Linked DNA regions of Mus musculus: all the other regions are linked to region 3. Evidence: chromatin contacts called from public Hi-C and promoter capture Hi-C data. All regions are on one chromosome and are shown on one strand. The core of a region is the stretch at or near the end of the contact, and the rest is flanking DNA. Distances in the headings are between cores, read along the strand shown. Region 1 holds the start of E2f5 (E2F transcription factor 5). Region 2 holds the start of Rbis (ribosomal biogenesis factor). Region 3 holds the start of Snx16 (sorting nexin 16). Region 4 holds the start of Car13 (carbonic anhydrase 13). Region 5 holds the start of Lrrcc1 (leucine rich repeat and coiled-coil domain containing 1). Region 6 overlaps Ralyl (RALY RNA binding protein-like). Region 7 holds the start of Car3 (carbonic anhydrase 3).

Region 1 (3,537 bases), core at 391-2,890, 4.1 Mb before region 3:
AGTCAAACAACTAAATCTAGAAATCATTTTCCGAGGTTTGAGCATATTTCAGGACAAACCATCAAATCCCACGTTTACCCGGAAAGCCCCGAAATTCTCTGAATTTTTTAATGTAGTCATCCACTACAGGTGAATTTAACTTTAAACAGCAGATTTCAATGGGTGTTTTGTAGCATCAGGTGTTTCTCTGCTGACCTCATTAACGCCAGTGAAACTGGAAACCGTACCATTTGAATTCAATACAATTTGAGTACTGTAGATGCCCATTAGAGGAGGGAAAGAAGAGGTGAGGGTAGGGTGGGGGGAATAAAAGTGGAAAAAGGTCCCAGGAGTAACATTTCCAAATATGAACCGACACTAACTGGCATCTACACCCAGGAAAAGGGGGGAATCCAAGTGCCAACAAGCCAGCGCCTCCCACTGGGCCAGGACAGGACACTCAGCAGAGTTCTGGAAGGCAGGCTTCTCCTGTTAAGACTCCTATTTCCTATGCCTTGGCCACCCACGGTCTTGAGGATGGTAATAGCTTCAAGCCAGGAGCTGTGAGGAGTCATAAGAGGCTATTCGCTGTGACTGTAAACTAGCAATTTTGTTTATTTTTGAAGTATTGGCTCTTTCTGAACCTCCTTGTACTAGCTGAATTTTAATTCGCACGATCCCATACTGTTCCCCTTTCCCTGCGTTGTGGAATCCTTCCAAGTTTTGCCAGGAACGGTTAAATCACTATGACTGAACTGCTTTAAATGGACGTTGTTGTTTGAAAAAAATCCGAACCATAGCAAAGAACGAAGCAAACATCCTTATAAAACCAGATAAAGCTTACTAAGTAATTTCACCACTTAGTCTGAACGGCACAAAATGACCCCTCTCTGTGTGACCGCAAATCTCAGGTCTAGAAAGTAGAAAGATTCTAAATTAAGCCAACAAATCCAATCTTACTTCCCAATTCTTAATTCTCGATGAAGAATGTCCCCTTCTAAAAACTACTACTTTAGAGGAGGTGTGGAAAGTTTTCTCTTTTCCTCTTTCATTCCGAAGAACTGGCATGAAAGTTCTTCAAAACAGGAATGAAGTTCTGCAGAGCGGTCGGTCCTTAAGCGAGTCCAGAGCAGAGCGCGAATTCCTGGGCGCTCGCTCCGGGTGCTCCTTTGTGGCCAGGGCCGCGCGGTGGCCGGTCGGTGGGGCCCCCGCATCCATCCCGGCCCCTCCGGGTCCGGAGTCTCGGCGCAGTGGGGGTGGTGGACCCAGCACCCTCGGGCGGGCCTCGCCCTCCCCATCCCCGCTCACCGCTTTGAGATCCAGGACGCCGTCCTGCGCCTCCTGCAGCAACGACACGAATTTGGTGGTAAGCAAGCCCAGGCTCTTCTCGTGCCGGCTGCTGCCCCCCGCGAGCGCCGCGGACGGCTGCGAGGATGGCGCCCCATGCGGCGGCGGCTGAGCCTGGGCCTGCGGCGTGGGCTGAGCAGAGCTCGTGGGCTCCGCCGCCGCCATCACCGCCGCGGCCCTGCTGTCCTCTGGCGAGGAGCCGCTCCGCCACCGGCAGAGGAGGTGCGCGGACTCCGCTCCCCGCCCACGGCGCGCCCCGCGTCCACCAGTCCCCGGAGCCGCGCGGCTCGCGCACGGCACCACAGAGCGCGCGGATTCACACGAGCGGCCAGCGCCGCGAGGGTGGGCCCGAGTTTAAATGGCAGGAAGTGACGCCGCGCGGCGTTGCCTAGTAACGCACTCTCCGCGGAGGGGCGGGGCAGTCGGGTTCCCTCAGGCGGAGCGTGCTTTTGGTCGGCCTGGAGCGCTCATCCCTGATCAGGTGCAAGTATTGTAAGGCTCATCTTCGCGTAAATAGGAGAACGCCGCGTCCCGGAAGGTTTTGGGACTCTGACCTTCAGTCTTTTCCAAAGCCTTTTCTGCAAACAGAAGCACCTGAGCCTTGACGGTGAAGGAAGTAGACCCCCAGCTCTTTCCTTACCTGCCTTTAGTGTTCTTTACAAAATTATACTCTTTTGCTCCCCAATAATTCTATTATTGAGACAATCGCAGCATCTTTTGACTTATTGACATCGTAAACTATGGCTCGATAGTAAGATCACAGATATAAGAGGAGGAAATGTGCTCCCACATTTTTTATTTGCAAACTTGAGACTCAGGATTAAAATCTTCAACACCTTGGGTGGGTAAGATGGGTCGGGGTAGTGTGGGGAGCAACCTCTCAGAGGCAAAGGGAAGGGGGTATGGGATGAAGAACTTTTGGAGGGGCTACCTGGAAGGGGGGGTAACATTTGGAATGTAAATAAATAAAAGTTTACAAAAAACAAAAAACAAAAACAAAAAAAAACCCAAGATCTTAAACAACTTGGTATTCGCACCTGTTGAATATCCTTCACACTTAACAAGTAGTAGGTGACTAAAAACATCATTTGGCAGGAATTAATGAAGACATATCCTTCATGCAAGAATGCCCAAATTAACAGTAGGGAAAAAAAAAAACAAAAAAACAAAACGCGAGGAGAAACTGACAGCATTAACTAGTAAATCCTGAAAACAATTTTAAACCAAAATTTTTCCAGGCGTCTGGAGCAAAACTTCTGTAGGGGAAGCATTTTCCTTCAGAGCTGCAACACTTAAAATCCCCGTCTGCCCCCCCAATCCACCTGCAGATTCTATTCCACTGACCCTTTCCAGAGAGATACCCTCTTTAGCCTGTCTTGTTACTTAGTCTTTCTGGGTCTGGGGATTGTAGCATTATGTTTACTTTACAGCTAAGATCCACTTATAAGTGAGTATGTACCATGTTCATCTTTCTGAGTTTGGGTTACTTCACTCAGGATGAGGTTTTTGAGTTCCATCAATTTGCCAGTATATTTCATGATGTCATTTTTTTTTTTAAACAACCGAGTAATACTCCATTGTGATAATGTACCACTTATTTTATCTTTAAATCCATTGTTCGATTGAGGGAATGTAGGTTGTTTCCAGTTTCCGGCTATTATGAATAAAGCTGCTGTGAACATAGGTGAACAAATGTCCTTGTAATAATATGTAGCATCCTTTGGGAATATGCCCAAGAGTGCTATAGCTGGGTCTTGAGGTAGATTGAGTCCCCGTCTTTTGAGAAACCACTATATTGATTTCCAAAGAACCTGTACTAGTTTGCCCTCCCAACCAGCAATGGAGGTGTGTTTTCATTGCTCCACATCCATTCCCCAGCAGAATTTGTCACATGTGTTTTTGATCTTAGCCATTTGACAGTTGTAAGATGGAATTTCAAAGTCGTTCTAATTTGTATTTCTCCTGATGGCTAAGGATGTTGACCATTTCCTTAAGTGTTTCTTGGCCATTTGAAATCCTTTTGTTGAGAATTCTCTGTTTGGATCTTTACACCATTTTAATAGGATTATTTAATTTGTTGATGTGCGATTTCTGGAGTCCTTTATGTATTTTGGATATTAGCCCTCTGTCAGATGTGATGGGATCTTTTCCCATCCTGTAGGCTGCTGGGTTGTTTGTTTGTTTGTTTTCTCCTATTAATGGTGTCCTTTG
Region 2 (3,277 bases), core at 385-2,884, 4.2 Mb before region 3:
AATAAAATGGCATTTTGAGTTAGCATGTTCCTTATCTTTATTACCATAACATCCTATTCTGGTTTAGATTTCACTAATTCTCACAATTTTTTGTAATAATAGACTCAAAATCCCTTCAAGTACATAGGATTAAAAAAAAGTTCAAGGTATGCCTGATCTTTTATCTCTGATAGTTGAGCATTGTTCTTCCAGCTACAACTGAACCCAGGCAATCATAAGACATTGTGGGTTTTCTGGTTACAATACTTAAGCCAGTAGTACTGCCAGGCCATATTTCAAAGGTCCAGTTGTTTTCCCATCGTGGTGCCTTTATGTTCTCCCAGTTGCTGGATGGGATGGTCGCTTGAAGTCCCAGTTTCCCAGTGTTCTGTTGAGCCCCCACTAAGCCTAAGCAGCAGCATTCTCCCTAGCCCCTGTAGGGAAGCCCAGTCTTACCAGGTCCAACAAGGACCACTTAATGTGATAAAAGGGGTTACCCAGAAAGGATGCTGAGAAAATAATCAATGTCTGAATCTGGCAATAGCCTTCTATATAGGAGGCAGAGGGAAATACATTAACCTTTCTAGTTTGCCTTGTTAGCTGACAATAACACAGAAACGGATGTCTCCTTGCCTTGTATAATTCCTCTGCTTTTACCTGTACAACTATGTTTTTCCTTGGTATATGTAGCCTTATGTCACCATTTCAAACTAAAAGCTACACTCCACAGATTTTACAACCACGATGGTATTCTTTTACATATGTTGCTTTGCCTTGTACAAACATGTCAATAACTTCACATTTAAGGAACATACTTATGCCCCTCTCATTTGCTTCAGAATTCATAACTCTAGTTTTGCAAAATAGTTTAATGTTTTTCTATAAGTTTGGTTACTTGTGGCATCACTCTTACTCTCACACAAGGTAGACTTTTATTGTTTTGCCTTTCTTGGGGCAAGGGGATCTAATTCAAGGGCATCATTACCTGTGATATGAGCTTCACAGGTACTTATGTTTTTAGAACTTCACAGGCATTTTGAATACAAATTGGATATAAATATATATATATAATTTTGAATGATTTCTTGTACATCTGCTGTGCTGTAGGAAATTTTCTTTTTTGAACAAGTAAGTAACTTGAAAAGGATGCGAACTTTTTCTTCTTGTATGGACGCCGCCCTCGGTCGTGGCGCCACCTCTCGGACACTGCAGGGCCCGCGGCTTCGATTGGTGACACCAAGCATCTGAGACCGGAAGGACAGACTTCTCTGGCGAGAATGTTTTTCGCCTTTCGTGGGTGACGACCACCGGGTCAAAGGCGCGGGGTCCTAGCGAGGCGATGCGTGGAACCTCACCGGTGGGAGGCTTCTTCTCAAGTACCAGCTTAAACCTATGAAAAACGTCCATGGCATGCTAGTAGGCGAAGCTCCACTGAGTCGACTCCTCCTCCCCTTCGAAGGCGGCTCCTTCCGAGTGGGCGGGGTCACGGCGGACACGCCAGGCCCCGCCCAGGCTACTGTGAAGGGCCGGGCTAAGAGGCACCAGAGGGAGCTGAGGGCGTGGCCCGCTCGGGGAAGCCGGTTCGGTGGGTGGGGTTACGGCTGGAAAGCTCTCAATTGACTGGCTCGTCTTCCCGGAACTTCCTGTGTCCTGAGCTTGTGGATGGCGTCACTGTGAACCTGAGCAGCCGCGTGAACTTTGGTGAGAAGCTAATGGGGTTTTTCGGAGCGCTGGGGTGAAATGTTTGGGGCTCAGGCAGGGCGTGGTGGGAATGCTGGCTGCGGCGGCTCCGAGGGCTCTGTTCTGCCAACTTCTAGTCCTCTATCGATTCCTCGTGGGCGATCGAACTCCCGGGGTGCCCAGGCCCGAAACCTTGCGGCCACCCCTTAGCAGGGTATTTTAACAGTGTCTTCATCACAACTTTAAAATAGCACTTTTCCAAAATCTAGGTTTTAGTTAGGCTGCAGATCTTCTCGAATCTTTCTGTGTTTCCATCTTAGTAAGCATCGCTCGTCATTTGAGTCTGCAACACTATCCTTTGTTTGCTTAATGTTGATGTTAATATTTGTGCATGTAAAGTATCTGGTTGTGTATATATACGTACCCATTCTTTATTACTTCAGACTTAGTAAATAATTAGTAAGTAATAGATGAGAGGGTAGATGGGATGGAGGAGGTTAGATAACAGGTTGAATGACTTTTTACTTATTTTTACTCCTGTACGCATGCATTTTCTACTGTAATATTTTTGAGCAGAAGTACTGTTAGGGTTCAAGAGTGTGTTATGTGTGTATGTATGTTATGTATGTATGTAAATACATATGTATATATGTATTTGCACAATACATTCATTATATGTTGTATATATGGGAACATATATGCACATTGTGCATCCATATTGTTTGATTAAAAAACAAAAACATGCCAGGCACATTCACTGTATATGCATATTCCCTGTGTATGTATATTGAGGCTGTATTGGTGGAAGTTTTAGCCAAGATAGAAAGTTAGAGCAAAATGGAAAGGGAAGATATGACAGATTTTAGGCCAGAGCCAGTAGTACCAAGGATGAATAGACCAAGACATATTGCCCAGTGTATGTCAGGGCAACCATTGATGACTTTAATTTCTGGGCAGTTTATCATTTCATACTTTATAAAAATTACCACTGGGTGCAGTTGACTTGTGCAAAACTTTGGGAAACTTTCAGTAAAGAGAAAGATAAACAAAACAGTCTTTGTGGGCCAGAGTTGCAGCAGAAAAGCAGCCAAAAGCATATAGTGCAAGTGAAGATAATGAACTTCAGTAAATACCTACCACAGGTGCCTGGCATGAGTTTGCTTATGATCAAACAAAAGCAGGAAATGTAGCAGGAATGTAGAAATGTTCATGAGAAAAGCAGTATATCATAGTGACCGCTAGTCTAACTTGTATGGCTTTAAACCTTTGCATCACTTTTTAAATCTGTAAGATGGGGATAATGGTATTTACCACAAAGGGTCGGTTGTGTGTGTTGACAATACCAAGTTTAACCAAGAGCCCTTAACTAGGTGTCTCAGACCTGGTGCTAGGGATGCAGCAAGGACTGAGATGTGTGTGCCTCCTACCTCAAAACCTGGCAAATGTCTGGGAATGAAAAACAGGATTTATGTAACAACTTTTAAAATAATCAGAACTAAGATACCTTAAAATTTTACATTGATTTGTGGTTCAAAATATAAGCAGTTTAACTGAACCCTACTCTCTTTTCTAGACAATGGCCAAGAACAAATTAAAAGGGCAGAAGTCCAGGAATGTA
Region 3 (3,757 bases), core at 420-2,919:
TACTCCTATGACATTAGTTTCTGTGGCATCAATCTTATGCCTTTGCTCAGCCACACCTCCATTTTAATTCTTTGGAAAGAGGCACCTGTTGGACACAAGTTGGATCAAATATGCTACTTGAAAAAAAAATCCAGCTTAATAAAAATGTATCTAAACCGGGATATAAACCTAGCCACAAGAGAAGCCAAATGTACAGAAGATAGAGCAATTCCTTAGGAGGGGAAATAATATATCTTTCCATTTCAAATGCTTCTTTTATCCTGTAGTTTTTACATCTTCTCGCTCACCCCACTATCACCTCAGGCTGATAAAAGCTATGCATCTTGTCTAACGATACCTTGGGTGAGCTCAAATGCCCTCTTATTATACATACATAAAAGTACACAACACAAAAGTCAGAAAAATAATCTTATTCTGTAAGCTGTGTAAACAGTTCATTTCTATTGTGGACCACTGCATAGAGTGTAAACTAAAAGTCTATAAGTAGGAACCGGCCAGTATATATATAGATTATATTGTATATATAGATTATGTTGTAGCCCTTATCTGACAACACACAGAATGTTCTTCTTTGATTACTAAAAATGTCTAGTTATCTCCTGAAAGTAAAATCTAGCCATTTATCAATACCAGAAAATATGCGATATATACATATGTATATATGTATATGTTTGTATATATGTATATCCTGTTATGTTCCACTCAATAATCTGAAAAAAAATTACTCAAACAGTTCCAACAACCTTTACAAGATCTTCATCTTTCTTCAAACTATGCTACCTGTACACTCTTATTTCTTGAGCGCTTTTCTTTCCTTGGCCCCTGGAGCCCTATTAAGAAAACTATTCCAAGGTTCATTTTTCTTTGCCTTACTTTTTTCTTCCCTTTATTCAATTATATTAATTCAAGGACAAAAAGGGCAATTTCATCCTGAAAATATCTTTATGTTTTCAACGAATTCTGTTTATCTCATACTTATTTCTCCAATAAAAGCTACACCTATGTCAGAAATCACATTATCATTTTGGAATCACCACTCTCAATTTTCCCCTTCTAGGTATCGCTCCAAAGCCCTAGAAATCATTGAATGATCTTTAAATAAGACAACTCGATTGTACTGACAAATGGTTCTGTAAACTTTGATATATAATATTAAATAATAGTGTTGCTGAAACACTAAAGGTTTTCAAATTAGCAAATCTAAGCAGCCTAATACTGTTTTCACTTGGGCTAAATTCAGAAATTCAGGCATTCAGGAATCTTTACCATAGTCCTAAATTACAGGGACAAATACACAATAAAATAGTGTTCTATCTGCCTACTCTTCAAATCAGTTGTCAATCCATCAAAGAAATGCTAATTATGGAAAATGACTAACCTTCTAGACCTCCCCCCCCAACCAGTGATAACTACAAGTCCCATGATGCAAAGCTCTAGCCCGAACTTATGCTAGCCAAAGTGCCTTCTGGGAATTGAAGTCTTCTCTTCATCTACTTGGCAAACTAGATATTGTAGCCCCATTTCTCAGAAACTCCCTAGTAATAAAGCCTGTGGAAAAAAAACTGTCGATTCCCTGTGATAAAATTAGATTTGTTCGGGCCACTGCAGAGACAGGGACCAGCAATCCCAGTGTGGGCCTCCGGGGGCGGTGCCGTGCTGTGACGTCACTTCCTGGAGCGGCATACCTCCCCCTCCCACTCGAGGCCGTCCCTTCCCTCGGTTCGCGGGAACCTGGCTGGGTGGCTGTGCCCAGGCACCGAGCGGCTGCTCCGGGGCGGAGGGTCACGTGAGGAGTCCGAGTGCCCGGGCAGGACGCGACCCGCCGCAGTCCAACAGGAGCCGCCTTCCTTCCCCTGACGGCGTGGGGTCGCGGAGCGCGCCGAGGTAGGACGCGGGGACACCTGCCGCCTGGACGGCGGGCGGGCGCGCGGGAGGCTGCGGGGCGCGGGGGAGCCTGGACCCCGCCGCACCCCTGGGCGCGCCTGGCCCGGGAGGACTGCAGGTGCGGGAGCCCGGCCTGAGGGCTCGCGGCCCGCGCGGACCGCGTCGCCCTGCCAGCTTCCCCGGGCCTGCGTTCCGCCACCGTGCTGTCACCCTCCTCCCCAGGTAGCGCGGGAGCATCCTCCTGGGTACGAGGTCAGGCGCCCCCGAAGAAGGCGACACGCCCTCCCTCCGCCGCTCGGCGCTCCCGCGGGTGGAAGTCCCCGGGCGCACCCCGAGGCCGCCCTTGGCAGCCCGGGGCCTCAGGTGGCAGATGTCAGAGGCCAGCGCCGGAGCTACGAGAATCCTGCGCGGTTCTTCTGGGGAGGTGCGGGGTGGGGGTCAGGATTCACCCAAGGGGTGAGTCCGTAGCTCAAGTTTCTTGAATGTTCCACAATAAGGAAGGTTGCACTGGCCGCGTGAGGTTAGACACCCTGTTTAAACTTCCTACATCCAGAGGGGACAGCTTGCTAAGAGGACAGTAAATAAAGTTGGGCTGGTAGACCCCCTGTTGCTGTGTATAAATAGACCTGTCATTTCTCCTGGTCGCTACTTAACATTTCTGAGTTTATTACTTAACGTCGTAATGGTAAGTCATTACTTCTTTATTCTACAAAATTATTCAGACATACAATATAACCATCTTTTGGACCTTAGGTTATTGAGAATGAATAATCTAGAATCAAAAAGCAAAACTTTTAATGATTTAATTTGATTGACTGTAAACCTGATACCTTCCCCCCCCCTTTTTTTTCGTTAACTTTACCAAGTTTGCATTTGAAATATATTTGATGCTAAGTTTAAAAAAAAATGTTACTTTCAAGACAGTTGTTGCTGGCTTGGTAGTACAGGTGTGTATCCCAGCACCTATGGAGGCTGCAAGATCAAAAGTTCAAACCTACCTAGGCTACTTACTTAGCAAGTTCACAGGCAACAACCTTGTAAGACCCTGCCTAAAAATTAACATATTTTTTAAGGAAGAGGTTTAGAATGCATGCATAGCATTGCAAATCTCAATCAAAGTAAAAGAGCATTCCTTAGTAATAATCAAACTTCGGACTGACTATGATTAGCCTGTGTAAATCCTTGGGAGTTTCAGTAATTCTATAAAAAAGTAAAATGAATGACTTTTTTCCTTCTTCTGTTCCTATGTTGCATATAGTACAACCAGGACGACAAAACTTCTCCTTCTGCTTCCATTTTTTGAGTGGGAGTAGACAGGAAATATGTTTGAATGTATGTTAGGATTAAGTCCATTTAAAATGAATATTGCAAAAAATAAAGAAAAGTAGACCAAAGGGAAAAAAAAAGAAGAAATATGTATATCATAAGGGTCAAGAAAAGAGATGTAAAATAAGTTTGTTCTCCTAACCATGTAAACAAGAGTCCACAGAGGTAAATCAGATTACAGGATGATGTTACCCATGTCTTCATAGGTAATTGAGTGTCACAAATTAAGAGAAGCACTTTCTTTTCTATTGGTTTGAGTTCTAGGTTGAAGTCTAATTCTTCAATATGTCCTTCTCATTTTTAGATAGTGAATTCCTAAGAAGAAAGCAATGAACTGCATATTGGTTGTTCTTTAAGTGTTTGGACTCAAAGGTGTACAAGTTTGTTGCCAAGGCCAAAGAAGATGGCAACCCCGTATGTCCCAGTTCCAATGCCAATAGGAAACTCCGCTTCCAGCTTTACAAACAACAGAAATCAAAGGAGTTCTTCTTTTGGCAGTGTTTCCACAAGCTCAACCTCTTCCAAAGGCCAGTTAGAGGACTCAGCT
Region 4 (3,710 bases), core at 713-3,212, 4.2 Mb before region 3:
TATGTTTCCTACCACACTGGACTTTAAATTCACTTAACCATGGTTCTTAAGTGAAAGGTACATGCCTCAGTGGCTTGAGGAATTTTTGAATATCCATAGTGTTATATGATGTTTGGTGATGTCACACGGCCTAAACCTATAAAATGATCAGAGGTTAGCGGAAGAAGAAACAAACTGCTTAGGAACAGGCACCCTGTCCTGTCCAGAGCTCCAATTCCCATTCCATTTTATCACTGCCAGGCTCAGCTTAAGTTCTTTCCAGCTGTTCAGTCACTGTATTTTCAATGACTGAACAAGAAAAAGAAAAAGAAAAAAATGCTTGGTCAGTTCCCAGTACATCCCAACCGAATTCTTCCAACATAATCTCATAATCTAACTTCAAGGTGTGGTCCTCTGAAAACCACTGTTTCTGCGAGAAGAATGGTTCTGCAACTCCTAGCTAGAATGTAAACTGGGGACTGGGGAGAAGGTCCAGCAGTTAGAACACTTGATACTCTTGCCGAGCACCTGGGTTCGATTTCCCGGCCCACATGGAGGCTAAAACCAGCAGCAGTCCTTGTTGATCTAATGCCCTCTTCTAACTTCCACAACATACAAGTCAAAAATTCATAAACATATTTTTTTAAAAAAAGAATAAATCTTTTTTAAGATTTAAAAAATGAACAAGATGTAAAACAACTCCTCATTATAATGCCCTTTCTAAGTTGAAATTTTAAATTTTCTGGAGAATTTTATTGAAACCAATACTTATTCGGGTACCTATTCGGGTACAATCAGTACCTACTGGCTAACACAACCTTCTCCCTAACCACAGAGAGGGTACCACTACTGGCACCTAATAACTGCCAAATAACAACAAACAAAATGATTTCAGAGACAAAACTGAAATGTGTAAAGATTGTCTTTCAAACACACAAATTAGAAGGTAATGAAACATAAGATTGCTATTTTGGCTTAAGAAATTCATCTAAATTATAAATGTCATTCATAAAAATCTAAACTTCATCTGATGTCATTTTAAAAATAACATTAATGTCATCACGACCTCAAATAAGCTGCAATAAGAAACGAGTTTTTTTTTTCCATCCAAGAAAAGAGGATGACCACAAGTTCTGCCCAGACTAAGCTACAGAGTAAGATTCGTCTCAAAACACAAAAAGGGGGAAAATAAAATAAAAGAAGGGAAAACTTTCCGTAAACTTTCATTAAATGTACTATAGAATATTATCCAATAACGTATATGCTAATTTAAGTTTTTGATATTATTATCCACAAACTCCATTTTGAAGACTATCAGTGCTTTCCCAGTTTTTCTTTGCAATTCTTTTGAGTAATTAATTGAAGCAATCAGTTCAAACGATGAACAAGAAGAATGTCTTATCCCTAATACACTTAGGCGATGAAGAAAAGTTGCCATGCTTATCAATAAATATATTTAACACCATATTATAATTTCTATAATCGTTTGCTAAACCTTGGTCTCTGAAAGGATGGGTACGGTAGGAAAGTAAGACTGAAGAACAAGCCCCAAGTTAACTTCAAGTCAGTATGCAAATTACAAGTTACCAAGATTGCTTCAACAGCGCCTGGAAGGCGTCCCGTGACTTAGTGATCTGGGAGCTCTCGCGGCTCAGTTGTCCTTGTTTCCTTACAAATGTGTCATCTGACTTCTGACCTCTTAAGCTTTCTCGGGACAGCAGTGAGCTTTTCCAGTGAAGTTGAATGAATGCCGCCGTCCACTCTGGAGAGAGCCGGCGGGGACCAGGCCCTGACCCCCAACCCCCCCACGGGGCTCAGAGCTCCCTCAAGCCCCCATCAGCCCCCTCTGGAAGCCCGCGCTCACCGTTGTGCTCGCCGTACCCCCAGCTCAGCCTCGCCATGGTCCTCGATGGAGAGCCTGTGGCAGGGACACTGTGGACCTGTGGCAGGGCGCCCGCGCCAAGGAGCTGGGCGGGCCTGGGTGGAGGGCGGGGCCGCCCGCACCCCGAACCCGGGAACCCGAAACCCGAGGGCACGGTCGTCACCCGCAGGGGGCGCCCGAGTGGGGAAAGGGATCTGTGCTCAGCAGCCAGAAAGGTTTCCAATGGGGATTTCCTGCCTTCTGAGAAGTCCACCCCAGAAAAAGCCCTTCTGGAAATGACTCACCCAGGCAGGAGCTGCTGCTGGAGTTGGAGATCTTGTCTGGGAAATGCAGGGGACCTTGATGGAGGTGGCAGTGGTGATTACACATGCACATACATCAATGCCGATAGCTGTAATAACCACCACTTAAAATAAGAACTACTAGTTAGGAAGTGCTCACCTCCCCGGGCCAGCCCTCCCTTCCCCGACAGCTCCAGCCTTTCCATCTGCATAACTCACTTCTCTGATTCCTTTTTGCTTACTCCAGCATCTTGCAGACTTGGCCCTGCATAGAAGAAGCCAAACTTACTGGATTCTTGGTTCTTAACTCTTACTGCCATTCTGACTGTGCAAGAAGGAAGGAGTTGAGAAGAGAAGTGTGTGCGCTCCTACAGAACAGTAGAAACTCACCTTCGAAGACTGTTCTAGATATATGCCCAGGAGAGGTATTGCTGGATCCTCCGGTAGTACTATATCCAGTTTTCTGAGGAACCGCCAGACTGATTTCCAGAGTGGTTGTACAAGCCTGCAATCCCACCAACAATGGAGGAGTGTTCCTCTTTCTCCACATCCACGCCAGCATCTGCTGTCACCTGAATTTTTGATCTTAGCCATTCTGACTGGTGTGAGGTGGAATCTCAGGGTTGTTTTGATTTGCATTTCCCTGATGATTAAGGATGTTGAACATTTTTTCAGGTGCTTCTCTGCCATTCGGTATTCCTCAGGTGAGAATTCTTTGTTCAGTTCTGAGCCCCATTTTTTAATGGGGTTATTTGATTTTCTGAAGTCCACCTTCTTGAGTTCTTTATATATGTTGGATATTAGTCCCCTATCTGATTTAGGATAGGTAAAGATCCTTTCCCAATCTGTTGGTGGTCTTTTTGTCTTATTGACGGTGTCTTTTGCCTTGCAGAAACTTTGGAGTTTCATTAGGTCCCATTTGTCAATTCTCGATCTTACAGAGCAAGCCATTGCTGTTCTGTTCAGGAATTTTTCCCCTGTACCCATATCTTCAAGGCTTTTCCCCACTTTCTCCTCTATAAGTTTCAGTGTCTCTGGTTTTATGTGAAGTTCCTTGATCCATTTAGATTTGACCTTAGTACAAGGAGATAAGTATGGATCGATTCGCATTCTTCTACATGATAACAACCAGTTGTGCCAGCACCAATTGTTGAAAATGCTGTCTTTCTTCCACTGGATGGTTTTAGCTCCCTTGTCGAAGATCAAGTGACCATAGGTGTGTGGGTTCATTTCTGGGTCTTCAATTCTATTCCAGAAGATGCCCCAACTGGTAAGAAGGACACATGCTCCACTATGTTCATAGCAGCCTTATTTATAATAGCCAGAAGCTGGAAGGAACCCAGATGCCCCTCAACAGAGGAATGGATACAGAAAATGTGGTACATCTACACAATGGAGTACTACTCAGCTATTAAAAAGAATGAATTTATGAAATTCCTAGCCAAATGGATGGACCTGGAGGGCATCATCCTGAGTGAGGTAACACATTCACAAAGGAACTCACACAATATGTACTCACTGATAAGTGGATATTAGCCCAAAACCTAAGATACCCAAGATATAAGATA
Region 5 (3,467 bases), core at 158-2,657, 4.1 Mb before region 3:
GTCTGAAGTATTTGCTGATTATCTGGCAATTACAGAATTATTTAGGGACAAATTTTGTGCTATTATATGCTCTTAATAGCAATCTGTTTTCTGACCTATCAGAAATCAATACTGTTGAATTTACTTGCTCACTAGTTACACTGTCAAGTTATATAATGTATCTAAAATATAAATTCCCAGAGTCATTGCTTACTAGAAGAAGAAAAACAAAACAAAACAAAACAAAAACGACCCTGCATAATTGCTGTGGTGATTAGTAATAACACATATAACATTCACATAGACATCATCCTCAAAGCGATAACCATTATTAAATATAAATGTAAGCATTCTTTTGAAAAAACCTCTTCGTTGGCAACCCTTAGATCAGGCCTGAGACTAAATTGTTTTCATTATATTATAAATACCACGGTTCTGATGGAGTAGAGCAGGCACCTCAACAAAGACAGAGAATATTGTAACAGAAATGCCTGGATCTCAGAAATAGCTAACTGGCCAGTGAAAAACAAGAGAGGGTCTAGGTTGAACTGGTAAGGCTCACAGAGTATGGAAAATCCAGGGGCCTGAAAAACCACTGAGCAGTCTCAGTAACATAAAACAGGGTCAGTAAGAGTTATATTTGGTACTTTCAACAACTGTATGGATATGTCTCTGATTGTGTCTTATGCAAAAGAACTTAAAAACGGGTGAGAACTGAGGCAAGAGATGTAAGCAGGGAGTAGAGAAGGCTTGCCTTGCTGCTTGCCCCACTTCTCAGGCTCCTGGAAGGAGACCAGGAAGAGCAACAGCTAGGGGGTGCGAAAGTGGGGGCGAGGAGAGGGGAAAGAGGAAGCTTGGGCTCAGCAGGTCCGTAAGAAAGAACCGCAGGTTGCGCTGGGTGGTGGAGAGAAAGGAACCCCGGGATCTGTGGAGAGGATGCGGAAGAACCCTGAGCTCAGCTGAGTGAGCCAGGAGGGATTCAGGGCTTGGCAGGGAGGAAGCCAGGGCAATGCTGGGAGGAGTAAGAGAAGCCCCGGGCCGTGCAGGGGGAACACAGAGAAACCCCGGGCTATGCTGGGGGACAGAGAGGAGCCCCAGACTGTGCTGGGAGGATGGGGAGGAACCCGCTTCCTGCACAAGCCCGGCTCTCCGAAGCCAGCCAACCCGAGGTCCAACCGGGTGGCGGCAGCTACCTGTGCAGGCCTTTGTCCATGAAACACACATCCCCGCAGCTGCTGTCGCCATCCTCCCGTTCGATTTCGCTACACACCGCCGCCTCCATGGTACCCGCGACGGGGAGTGGGTGTTAACCGGCGCCCAGCGCTGGGTCCCAGCTTGCTCACGCCTCCAAAAGCGGGAGCGGGGAGTGAGCAAGGGGCGGGGCGAGGACTCTAACCGCCTGCCGCACTTTCCCCGCCCTGCGCGGCCGCAAAGCAGGACAACGGCGCCGCTCAAAGAGGGCTTGACTTTTACGGCATCTGCCTTTAAAGTAAAGCCTTTCCATTTGTTGGTTTGGAATGAGTGGGCTACTGAACATTATTTATAGCCCACTGCCATATGGAGGCGTTTTTCTCAATAGTTTGCTTTTATACTTCGTGACGTGATCTTGCAGACATAGTAATGTTCCCCGTTTTTGGTCACTGAACTCCTGTTAAATCCTTAAGTATTTGTGCAATGCCTTTATTTATGTATGCTGGTCTCCCTGTGATGAGAAAAAAATGTTCAGCTTTTTAAAGAATTCGCTCAAGAGACACTCTTCAATGCCTCTGCAAAAGCAAACACTCCAAAGATACTTCACTGGGCTGTTTCAAGGTAGAGTTGGTGAGACAATGGTTTTTCCATTGTGGTATAAAATTTTTCTTTGGTAGGTGATGACAGTCATGACATAAGTTGACCCCCTTTCCCTCCCAACTGATAGACTGATCTCCTTTCAGGGACCTTATTTCCACAGTTCTTCAGAAAATCTCACAAAATGGTAGGGGATGTTCAGACTATGTTGAAAAAGATATTCTAACGATGCCAAAGAGTTTGTACACCTTTGTTAGTGCACACGTGTGGGAAAATATCCTGATGTTTTAGTTTTTTATACAGTGGGGACAACCTATCTACAGCCTCAAGGATGTGTAGCCGCCACACAAAGGCATTGCAAAGATAAGGAGACAGCCACCAAAATACAGTTTTCCTGGCTACCACATAAATAACTTGTTGGGGACAGCATACCATGACAGCGACTGCCCGCAGTAGGCCAGGATGGAGACATCTCAGTAGCCCACTGCAGCTCTTTGTAGAAAACAGTCGTTCCCACTTCTAATCTTATCCCTGAATAACAGCTGTATAGAATTCATTTGTGGGTGCCTGTCTTTCAGTTGGTCTTGGTGGGCATAATTATTCTATTATATCTGACTTTCTTATTTCTTTCTCCCTTCTGCTCTGGTGAATTCTGTGAAACTAGACGTTCCTTGATTCTTAAACAGTTAAAAATTGAGGCATAGGGACACAGCACAGCACAGTCCTAATGGTGCCTGCTGTGTGTTCTCATCTTGAAAACAATATAATAACTGAACAATGATAGTTCCAGATTAATGCTTGACTTGCAAAGAAAGTTTGAAGAAATTATTAGAAAATGAATTAGAGCCAACATTGGTATCCCAAGAAAGGAATAGTTTTTTTGAAATTATGAAATAAATTTTGCACAACATTTAAGAGTGGTTTCTGAATAAGAAAGTAAAGATACATAAAATTATATATTCGTAAACCTAAGTCAAAACACTGGGACTCTTAGGAAAGCCATTGTGTGCAATGTGCAAAAGCAGAAAGCTAGCAGAACTATTGAGTTAAGGGTTAACTTGATTCTTTCTGGCCACTGCCTGGCAGCTTTGCCCATGTCATTTATCATTAGAGCGTCACAAGAAAATGCAAGTAGCTGGCCTCATAGCTCTGAGCTCTGAAGTATAATAATTCAAAGATTAAAGGTTAAATAATGATAAGTTTACAATTATTGTTATTTTGGCTACAGGCCTGGGAATAGGGAACGCTTGAAACTTTGGGGAACAATTGTAATTCTTGATTCTTTGTGGGTGTGGTTATTCTTATGAATTTGATTTGACAATGATTATACAATGTCTTTTTTTCTATCTGCTTTTGGAGTATCAATAAAAGACTAGGGCAAGAGAAAGGCAAGAGAGCCATGAGCAGAACATGTGAAGAGTGAGTGAGGAAAGAATTCGAAATGTGTGTGAAAATGTGTGTGTGTGTGTGTGTGTGTGTGTGTGTGTGTGTGTGTGTGAAAGAAGAGTGCATGTGATGTGTGTGTGAGATGTGTGTGGAGAGTGTGTGTGTGTGAGTGAAAGGGGAATGAGTGAGGGGAGAATGTGAGATGTGTGTGGAAATGTGTGTGTGTGAGTGAAAGGGGAACGCACAGAGGTTATGTAGGAGTGTAAGAGTTTGAGGAAAGAAAAGCACACAGGAGAAAAAAGCAGAGTGTGTAA
Region 6 (3,531 bases), core at 822-3,321, 3.4 Mb before region 3:
AATAGGAGCATTATGTCACCTTCTTTATATTAGAATGCATAGTATAGCATTTGGCTTTAAAAACTACATCCTATGTTTATAAATTAAGGATTATACAAAAATACCCTCAGCCATTACTACTTTTATGACTGGAGATACAAGCAATCAAGCAATAAATCTAGAGGTTATTCACAAGAGCAATGTCAGTAGTAAATATAGCATATTCTTTCTCAAATAGCTAGGTGATTGTTTATTCTCTGTCTATAGTGGAGAAAGTTAATAAATTCCACTGATGGTCAATTTACCAGAGGAATTTTGGTAAAAGACAAGCTTTAAAAAATAACAAAGCAGAGTTATTTTATATGTAAGGGAGTACAAAAGTATTCTGGGACTAGGAAAGTAAATACAAGCTGAATATGACACAGACCAGGAAACAAACCAGATGTGGGCTAACCTGGGACAGATGTGTGCTGAGCGATATGTGGGGAAGAGATGCCCATGTGAGGTTGGCTTGTTTAAGGAGTACATGCTTGTCCATAAATCCTACAGATGGCAGTCTTAAGTATGAAGCCAATTCAGGGGCATGTTCCTCTGCAATGTAGAACTTGTGTTTTAGGTTAATACCAGTTGAACGAACACTTTTGAGATGGAGAATAGGTTTGTCTGTAACCTGAGAACTTCAGAGCATGCCTCCAACATGACAAACTTTGACTTGGAACAATGAAACTGGGAGAATAGCAAAGAACAAAGCTGAGACTTCAGGCAAAATTCTGCACAATATAGTTTAAAAATATATGAAAGATGAGCAGAGCTCAGGTGAACACAAATAGTTATATGTGGTAGTCTGCACAGGGCTGTAAGTTGATAGATATGAGAAGCAGGCAAATTACAGACAGCAAATGATTCACAGAGCATTTTTCCATGAGTGGGAAGGAAGGAGGGATAGAGGGAGGTAGGAAGAGAGGGAGAGAGAAAGGGAGGGAAGGAGGGAGAGAGAAAGGGATGAGCAGGATATTATTGAAGGAGTAAGAACACATAATATGCATACAGTGATGATTATGATGATGGTGATAATGATGATGGTCATGTTGTTCCTGATGCTGACAAATACAATGACTAGGGTGCAAAGTAGTAACTATGTGTTCACAGGCTCACAGAGGATTTATAGAGGATTAAAGTAACATTTTTGTGAATTTCTATAAAATTTCCCTAAGAGACTCATTCATGTTATAAATAAATATAAAGCAATGATGCCTGTATACTTAGAGATGTACCCAGGCCTGCAGTTATGCTTTATATAAAAATTCTGATAAAATTAATGGTTTAGCTCACAGAATCCAGTCACTGAAAGTCTTACACATTTGTTCTTATTCTCCTATTTCCCATTAGAAAGGAAAGAATGGAGAAGGAACAGGAGAAAGGGAGGAGAAAAGTGAGGGTGAATAATTGAACTTTGGTTGAAAATTAAAGTATCTTCACATAAATGTCTCATATTTACTTTATTCTTAAGAAATCACACACCAAGCATAGTGGGTTTTAGAAAGGCAATGTAACAAAACCTGTGTGCAAAAAGAAGAGACAAGCCAAAGACCCACTGTCATGTCCAATATCTCAGTTTCACCACACGATGGCACCAAAGTGCTTTGCAGAGATTCCCCTCTGGCCTTCTGGCACTCCCTCACTGTGTCACTTCATCTATCACAAATAATAAGTAAAAACTACAGAGCATTCTTCATCACTTAAAAGAGAACAGGGAGTCTGACAGTTAAGTTTCCCTGGGTAACAAATCCTAAATGTGACACATCGATGGATTTCAAATCGATATGAAGCTAAGATAGGGAAAAAGAATAGTGGGGAAACAACACCATTAAGATATATTATATTACAACTTTAGAGAGAATAATTTCATAAAGTACGTGGAACACCTTTCTATATTTACAATATATTTGGATAATTTTTTTAAATTCCGATATGCAAATTAGAAGTAAGTAGCAATATTTCTAAGAAAAACTGGCTCCGAAGGCAGCAGCTGTGAGGGAAGAGTCTATTTTTGGCCGTAGGCATACAGATGGCCATCGGTGTATTTCACGCAAACCTCACAGTTGCATCAGGAATAATCTTGGATCTACTGATGTCATGTGCTACCTGCTGTGTGTTGCATATATAGACAAGACTCAGGATCAATTAAAGTAAATATAAGAATGCCGAAAATAGAGATCCTGCATTGGCTGCTTATAAGCCACATGATATCAATGACATCTTATTTTCAAGCAACTTAAAATAAAATGTTATTGTAAACAAGGCATAGAATCACTATCTTTAGTTATCTGAGCAGCTTTAATGACAGTTGTAAAACCATTAGGAGAAGCTCATTTACAAAAGTAGAATCGTTCATCTCATTTCCAATTGATAAAAAAAAAAAAAAAAAACCCTTAAAGGAGGAAGAAGTTGAGTAACTTCTTCATTTAATTCCTTGTTTCCAAAGTGTTATTCAGTTATTTATTTTATGTTCATAAATTATAACCAAATAAGTAGAAAAGTCCAGGTAGAGGTTAACACTTTTATTAAAAAGTTAAAACGAAGAAGGGAAGGACAGACAGAGGGAGGAAGTGAAGGAGGGAGGTAAGGGAAAGGAAGGAAGGAAGGAAGGAAGGAAGGAAGGAAGGAAGGAAGGAAGGAAGGAAGGAAGGAAAGAAGGAAGGAAGGAAGGCAGGCTTAGGATACATCTTGGAAGATGCAGAAGATAATATAAGATTTAGAGGACCAGGAAGTATGCTGTGAGACTGTATCTCTTTGAAATGATGTTCATTTGCTAGGAATCTTAAGTAGCCCCACTCAGAGACAAAGAAATAAGGGCAACTGAGGACTGATGATGAGGAGAGTTAGCCATTCATAGGGATGAGATATTTAAAATGTTTTCAATCTGAGTGATCAACCTTTAAATCATATGCATACAAGCAACACTGCATAAATGATCAGGCTTAATTTATATATTTATGCACTTATAAATATATGTAACACAATAATAATTGAAGAAAAATATACCATGATTTTGAGAGAGCACATGGAAGGGTTGAGGGAAAGATGGAAAAGGGAAAATTATGTAAGATATCTATCTATCTATCTATCTATCTATCTATCTATCTATCTATCTATCTATCTATCTATCTGTCTATCTATTGCCTCCCCTGACTGTATGAACAGGCAAGTGTGATGCTGATAATCCAAAATTATTAGCCTGATTTTTTACACACATCATATGTTCAATTGCTATCTCTTCACCAGATAAATGTAAATAAAAGAAGATTTGGGGGTACTTAGAGAAAGAATACATTTGATAACGAAGTTGAACTGTACAAATGTCCTATTGAAAGTTGTCATTAAATCTAAAAAGCTCTGGAAAATTCTGAAACAATCTTCCTGGACAAGTGGCATCGAAGTGTTACTGTTAGAGAAACACCATAGATAACCATGTAGGAGAATCAAATGGCATGAGGCAATTCATTGCAAGGAATTGAGGTATAGAGATCTATTAAGAGCCTGCAGTGCTAC
Region 7 (3,221 bases), core at 10-2,509, 4.4 Mb before region 3:
TGGTTGAATCTGTTCTCCATATCACCAGGAACCATAAAAACGTTGTCTCTCGGTGGTCAGAAAGCCCATGTGGACTCTCTGTCCTCCCCTGGGGATCCACACTCTGTCTCTGGAGTGTTTTGCTAACTTTTAGCTTGGGCATATGGCCATTTTGCAGCAACGAGAGGGTGTGACATTCCTCTTCATTGTGTGAATATAGTTCTCCACAACTAAAGCCAAGTCTAAAGTCATCTCCATTTCAGGGATAAACTTCTCCCGCTTCCCATAATTCTGTTACCGTGTCACAAATTGCGTCTTGCCATTAGATACTGAACACACTCACGTGACCCTGCCGAAGGGCTATACTTACTAGACCTGTCATAAGTATCATCAAACACAACTCTGCAGGTCTTCCCATTGTTCAGGATGGTCTTAGCAGAGCCAGGGTCATAAGATGCTGACCAGGGCTGCAGAGAGGGGTCATGCTTGATGTCTTTAGTATGCAGTTCAATGGGTGACTGGTTGTCCCCTTTGGCAATTGGATAAAGTTCATGCCAGTGATCAGGACCTAGGAAGTAAATGGAAGAGAATTTATTCATTTAATAGTACAGCTCAAGGCCTCTATTTAGTGAACTGTGCCAGCAAAGTGTACAGAAGCCAAAGAGTGACTGCAGAAAGGTCTCTGGTTCAGATTGAGCAACACAGCACTTTGATTTCAAACCTATTTAGAAGCTTGCTTACCTATGCTCAAAGAGCGTTCCAATCTCCACATTCCCTCCCCTGGCTTGAGAACCATGTAGCCAGAAAAGCTTATCTTTGAAATGAACCACAGATCGATCATATATTTTTTGGAGTACTTTGCAGCTTGGAAGGGATATTTTCTTCTTTTTCCCAAGGCTGACTTGGTCAAAGCAAATATTGTTACCGGACCCCAAGCTCAAAGAGGCTCACTTCTCAGTTTCACAGAAAAAATTCAACTGGACCTGACTTCTGGCTGAGTGACTTCTCAGACACATCATCGGACCTTAAGCTAGTTATAGTGAGTATGTCTCTGAGCTTCAGGTTCCTCCGTGGAAAGGAAAACAGTGAGTCGTGTTAAAGACCAGCAGCATGGAACACCAGAAAGTTTTCACTATATGCTAGTTCTTAAGGATTCCTCCCTGCACACCTGTGCAATGCAGATACACCCTGTTGTGTCCTGGCCCCACTCACCATTGTGGCTGGCGTAGCCCCACTCCTTAGCCATGGTCACCTTTCGTGTTTCTCAGCGCTGGACAGCTCCTGCTCTTTCTTGCTCCTGTTGTCCGGCAAGGTCTCCAAGAGTTCGCTCTTTTATATAGATCTCCTGCAGTGTGCATGACCTTATTAGGTCAGCGGTGAGGCAGGGGGCTAAACTGGATTGGGGTGGTACTCAGAAGGCCGGGGGCGGGAGAAGCCAATGAATTACAAGAGCTGGACAGCTGTCCGGGTGAGAGGGTAGCAGGAGGGGGCAGGGAGGAGGCGCGGAGGGGGAACGGAGGGGGACAGAGCCCCCCCTTTCTTGGCTCTGCAAGAGCCCTGGCTCCTTCCTTTGTTCACTTTGCAGGCTACCAAGCAGCTGAGCTTTCTAAGATCTCCCGCTTTGGCTGGTTCCCTCCAGTTTTCCTGCACTTGGGGGTCTGGAGGAGCAGCCGGCTCATGCTGCAGTCTGGTGTTACTTAGCAACTAAAAGTTGCACCCGCGGCTCTTGCAGCCTCTCTCAGAAGACTTTTAACTCAGAATGGAGGACCCGCTGCAGTCTCCGGATGCTGGGGTTCCTTTCCCTGCAGGAATCCGGTTAGGACGGAAAGAACTCCTCTGATCCTCTGACTAGTGCGTGATTCTCCTACGGAAAACCTGTAAAATTCTGGGAATAGAGATGAGGAGGAGTCTGGGAGTGCCCGCTTTCCAGTCCCGGTATCCTTAAGGGATGAGTCTGTAAGGTAGACTGCTTAGGCGTCACACCAGTCTAGCTTAGTTTGTCTAGTACGACTCAGGAGCACAGCACTGGATCCCTGGCCAGGGAGGGACTCTGCACCCTAGCCTCAGTCAGCAGCAGTCTGGGACAGAGCCACAGAGCTTTGCTCTGTTCATCTCAGGGCACCAAGGATACCCGAAGTTGAAAGGGTACAGTCAAAAATGAGTACACTACATAAAATTTTCACTTTCTAAGACATAATTAGAGACAAGGAAAAAAAGGAAAAGGTCTATGAAATCGGTTTGGGAGCCGGCTGCGCGGGGCGGGGCGGGGGGGGGGAGCTCGTGTCTTTTCTCTCAGTTTTAATGTGTTTTGTAATGCAATAAACCACATAAACAGAGACTAAAACTGGCATATCCCACTTGTGCATGACAAAGGTATAATTAGAAATATCTGGTTATGGCTCACATGAAAGAAGCCGGTATAATAGATGTTTGCAATTCTATGTATCTATTATGAAAAAAAAAATCTTGTTTGGGCAAGAATATCTTGAGACCAGAAAGATACACCGTATCTTGGAAATGTCTTGAACAAGATCTCTGCAAGCATTTTCTTATAACTTTTACTTTTATAAAAATGACGTTTTCATTTTGCTTTTCCTCGTGGGTAACAAAACCTGAGAAGGAAATCTCTCATCATGGCAACGAGAGCTCATCAGCTAGGTATGTGGAATGGCTGACCACACTCAGAACCTGGACGCCAGGGGAGTCAGTCTCTAGGGTATTTTTGTGACCAGGGATCACTTGATCCACACAATAGCACTGTGGAATCAGGAACTCTCAGTTAGTTTGGAAGATCCAAGCAAACACAGAGAAACAAATACCGTTAGCTCTAAGGGTGTATGCATGCCTGGGTTTCTAGCTCACCGGGATGGCTGCTGCTGTATGTGAGATTAATAGAGGTGCTTTAAAGTTACAGCCACATGACTGTTGATGAGTAAGCTGTAGTCTCATTCCATGCTGTCAACTGTGACACAAACTCTGACCTGGATGATCAGGAGACTGATAGCTAAATCTTACCAAGATTTATTTGAAACTGAATATTGAGATAAAAACACAATGAATTATAAATGCAATCTAGTAATTTGTAATGCTACTACTGTTTATGCTTTAATCTTTTTAGTGCTTTTTAAATGCTTTATTTGCACCCTAACAATGTACATAGTGGGGCGTATTTTAAAAAGACACTAGGTAGAATTTGCAACTAATTTGGATATAAGTTTGCAAACAGTACTTTGGATAAAATT

The links. Promoter capture Hi-C pulls out the DNA fragments that hold promoters and counts their contacts. A called contact is a pair of places that touch in the nucleus more often than the background predicts.
Region 1: a contact with region 3 is called in a promoter capture Hi-C map of pre-B cells. The contact joins the promoter of E2f5 here to the promoter of Snx16 in region 3. A contact is called at or near these places in 6 of 39 promoter capture datasets (cranial neural crest, frontonasal cranial neural crest, hippocampal neurons and 3 more).
Region 2: a Hi-C map of CD4 T cells shows a contact between it and region 3, with 2.6 times the contacts expected there. The contact joins the promoter of Rbis here to the promoter of Snx16 in region 3. A contact is called at or near these places in 4 of 39 promoter capture datasets (cranial neural crest, hippocampal neurons, pre-B cells and 1 more) and 1 of 484 Hi-C or Micro-C datasets (CD4 T cells).
Region 4: a contact with region 3 is called in a promoter capture Hi-C map of second pharyngeal arch cranial neural crest. The contact joins the promoter of Car13 here to the promoter of Snx16 in region 3. A contact is called at or near these places in 5 of 39 promoter capture datasets (cranial neural crest, frontonasal cranial neural crest, maxillary cranial neural crest and 2 more).
Region 5: a contact with region 3 is called in a promoter capture Hi-C map of second pharyngeal arch cranial neural crest. The contact joins the promoter of Lrrcc1 here to the promoter of Snx16 in region 3. A contact is called at or near these places in 5 of 39 promoter capture datasets (cranial neural crest, frontonasal cranial neural crest, maxillary cranial neural crest and 2 more) and 1 of 484 Hi-C or Micro-C datasets (the G1E-ER4 cell line).
Region 6: a Hi-C map of cerebellar granule neurons shows a contact between it and region 3, with 2.7 times the contacts expected there. The contact joins the enhancer-like site here to the promoter of Snx16 in region 3. A contact is called at or near these places in 6 of 39 promoter capture datasets (cranial neural crest, frontonasal cranial neural crest, hippocampal neurons and 3 more) and 1 of 484 Hi-C or Micro-C datasets (cerebellar granule neurons).
Region 7: a promoter capture Hi-C map of pre-B cells shows a contact between it and region 3. The contact joins the promoter of Car3 here to the promoter of Snx16 in region 3. A contact is called at or near these places in 3 of 39 promoter capture datasets (cranial neural crest, pre-B cells and second pharyngeal arch cranial neural crest) and 1 of 484 Hi-C or Micro-C datasets (CD4 T cells).

Annotation. Positions count from the first base shown.
Region 1 is chr3:14,576,774-14,580,310 of GRCm38.p6, reverse strand. It overlaps E2f5 (E2F transcription factor 5), which reads right to left and starts at 1,640. Exons shown (of 8, transcript NM_007892.2): 1 at 1,288-1,640. The coding sequence starts at 1,491.
Region 2 is chr3:14,609,613-14,612,889 of GRCm38.p6, reverse strand. Rbis (ribosomal biogenesis factor) reads left to right here and starts at 1,634. Exons shown (of 4, transcript NM_001099674.1): 1 at 1,634-1,680; 2 at 3,233-3,277. The coding sequence starts at 3,236.
Region 3 is chr3:10,438,042-10,441,798 of GRCm38.p6, reverse strand. It overlaps Snx16 (sorting nexin 16), which reads left to right and starts at 1,669. Exons shown (of 8, transcript NM_029068.4): 1 at 1,669-1,884; 2 at 3,515-3,757. The coding sequence starts at 3,614.
Region 4 is chr3:14,639,979-14,643,688 of GRCm38.p6, reverse strand. Car13 (carbonic anhydrase 13) reads right to left here and starts at 1,962. Exons shown (of 7, transcript NM_024495.5): 1 at 1,844-1,962. The coding sequence starts at 1,880.
Region 5 is chr3:14,531,728-14,535,194 of GRCm38.p6, reverse strand. Lrrcc1 (leucine rich repeat and coiled-coil domain containing 1) reads right to left here and starts at 1,407. Exons shown (of 19, transcript NM_001163579.1): 1 at 1,173-1,407. The coding sequence starts at 1,261.
Region 6 is chr3:13,864,606-13,868,136 of GRCm38.p6, reverse strand. The region is part of intron 2 of Ralyl (RALY RNA binding protein-like); the gene reads right to left. Among named protein-coding and RNA genes, the nearest start is that of Gm41998, 68 kb to the left of the region's middle. Within about 2 kb of position 2,071, at least 7 of the 459 cell types and tissues checked have an H3K27ac peak or open chromatin away from gene starts, as enhancers often do. A contact at or near this core is called in cerebellar granule neurons and hippocampal neurons, where this site is marked.
Region 7 is chr3:14,861,576-14,864,796 of GRCm38.p6, reverse strand. It overlaps Car3 (carbonic anhydrase 3), which reads right to left and starts at 1,259. Exons shown (of 7, transcript NM_007606.3): 1 at 1,192-1,259; 2 at 350-547. The coding sequence starts at 1,225. Gm41999 (predicted gene, 41999) reads left to right here and starts at 732. Exons shown (of 4, transcript NR_168331.1): 1 at 732-1,018.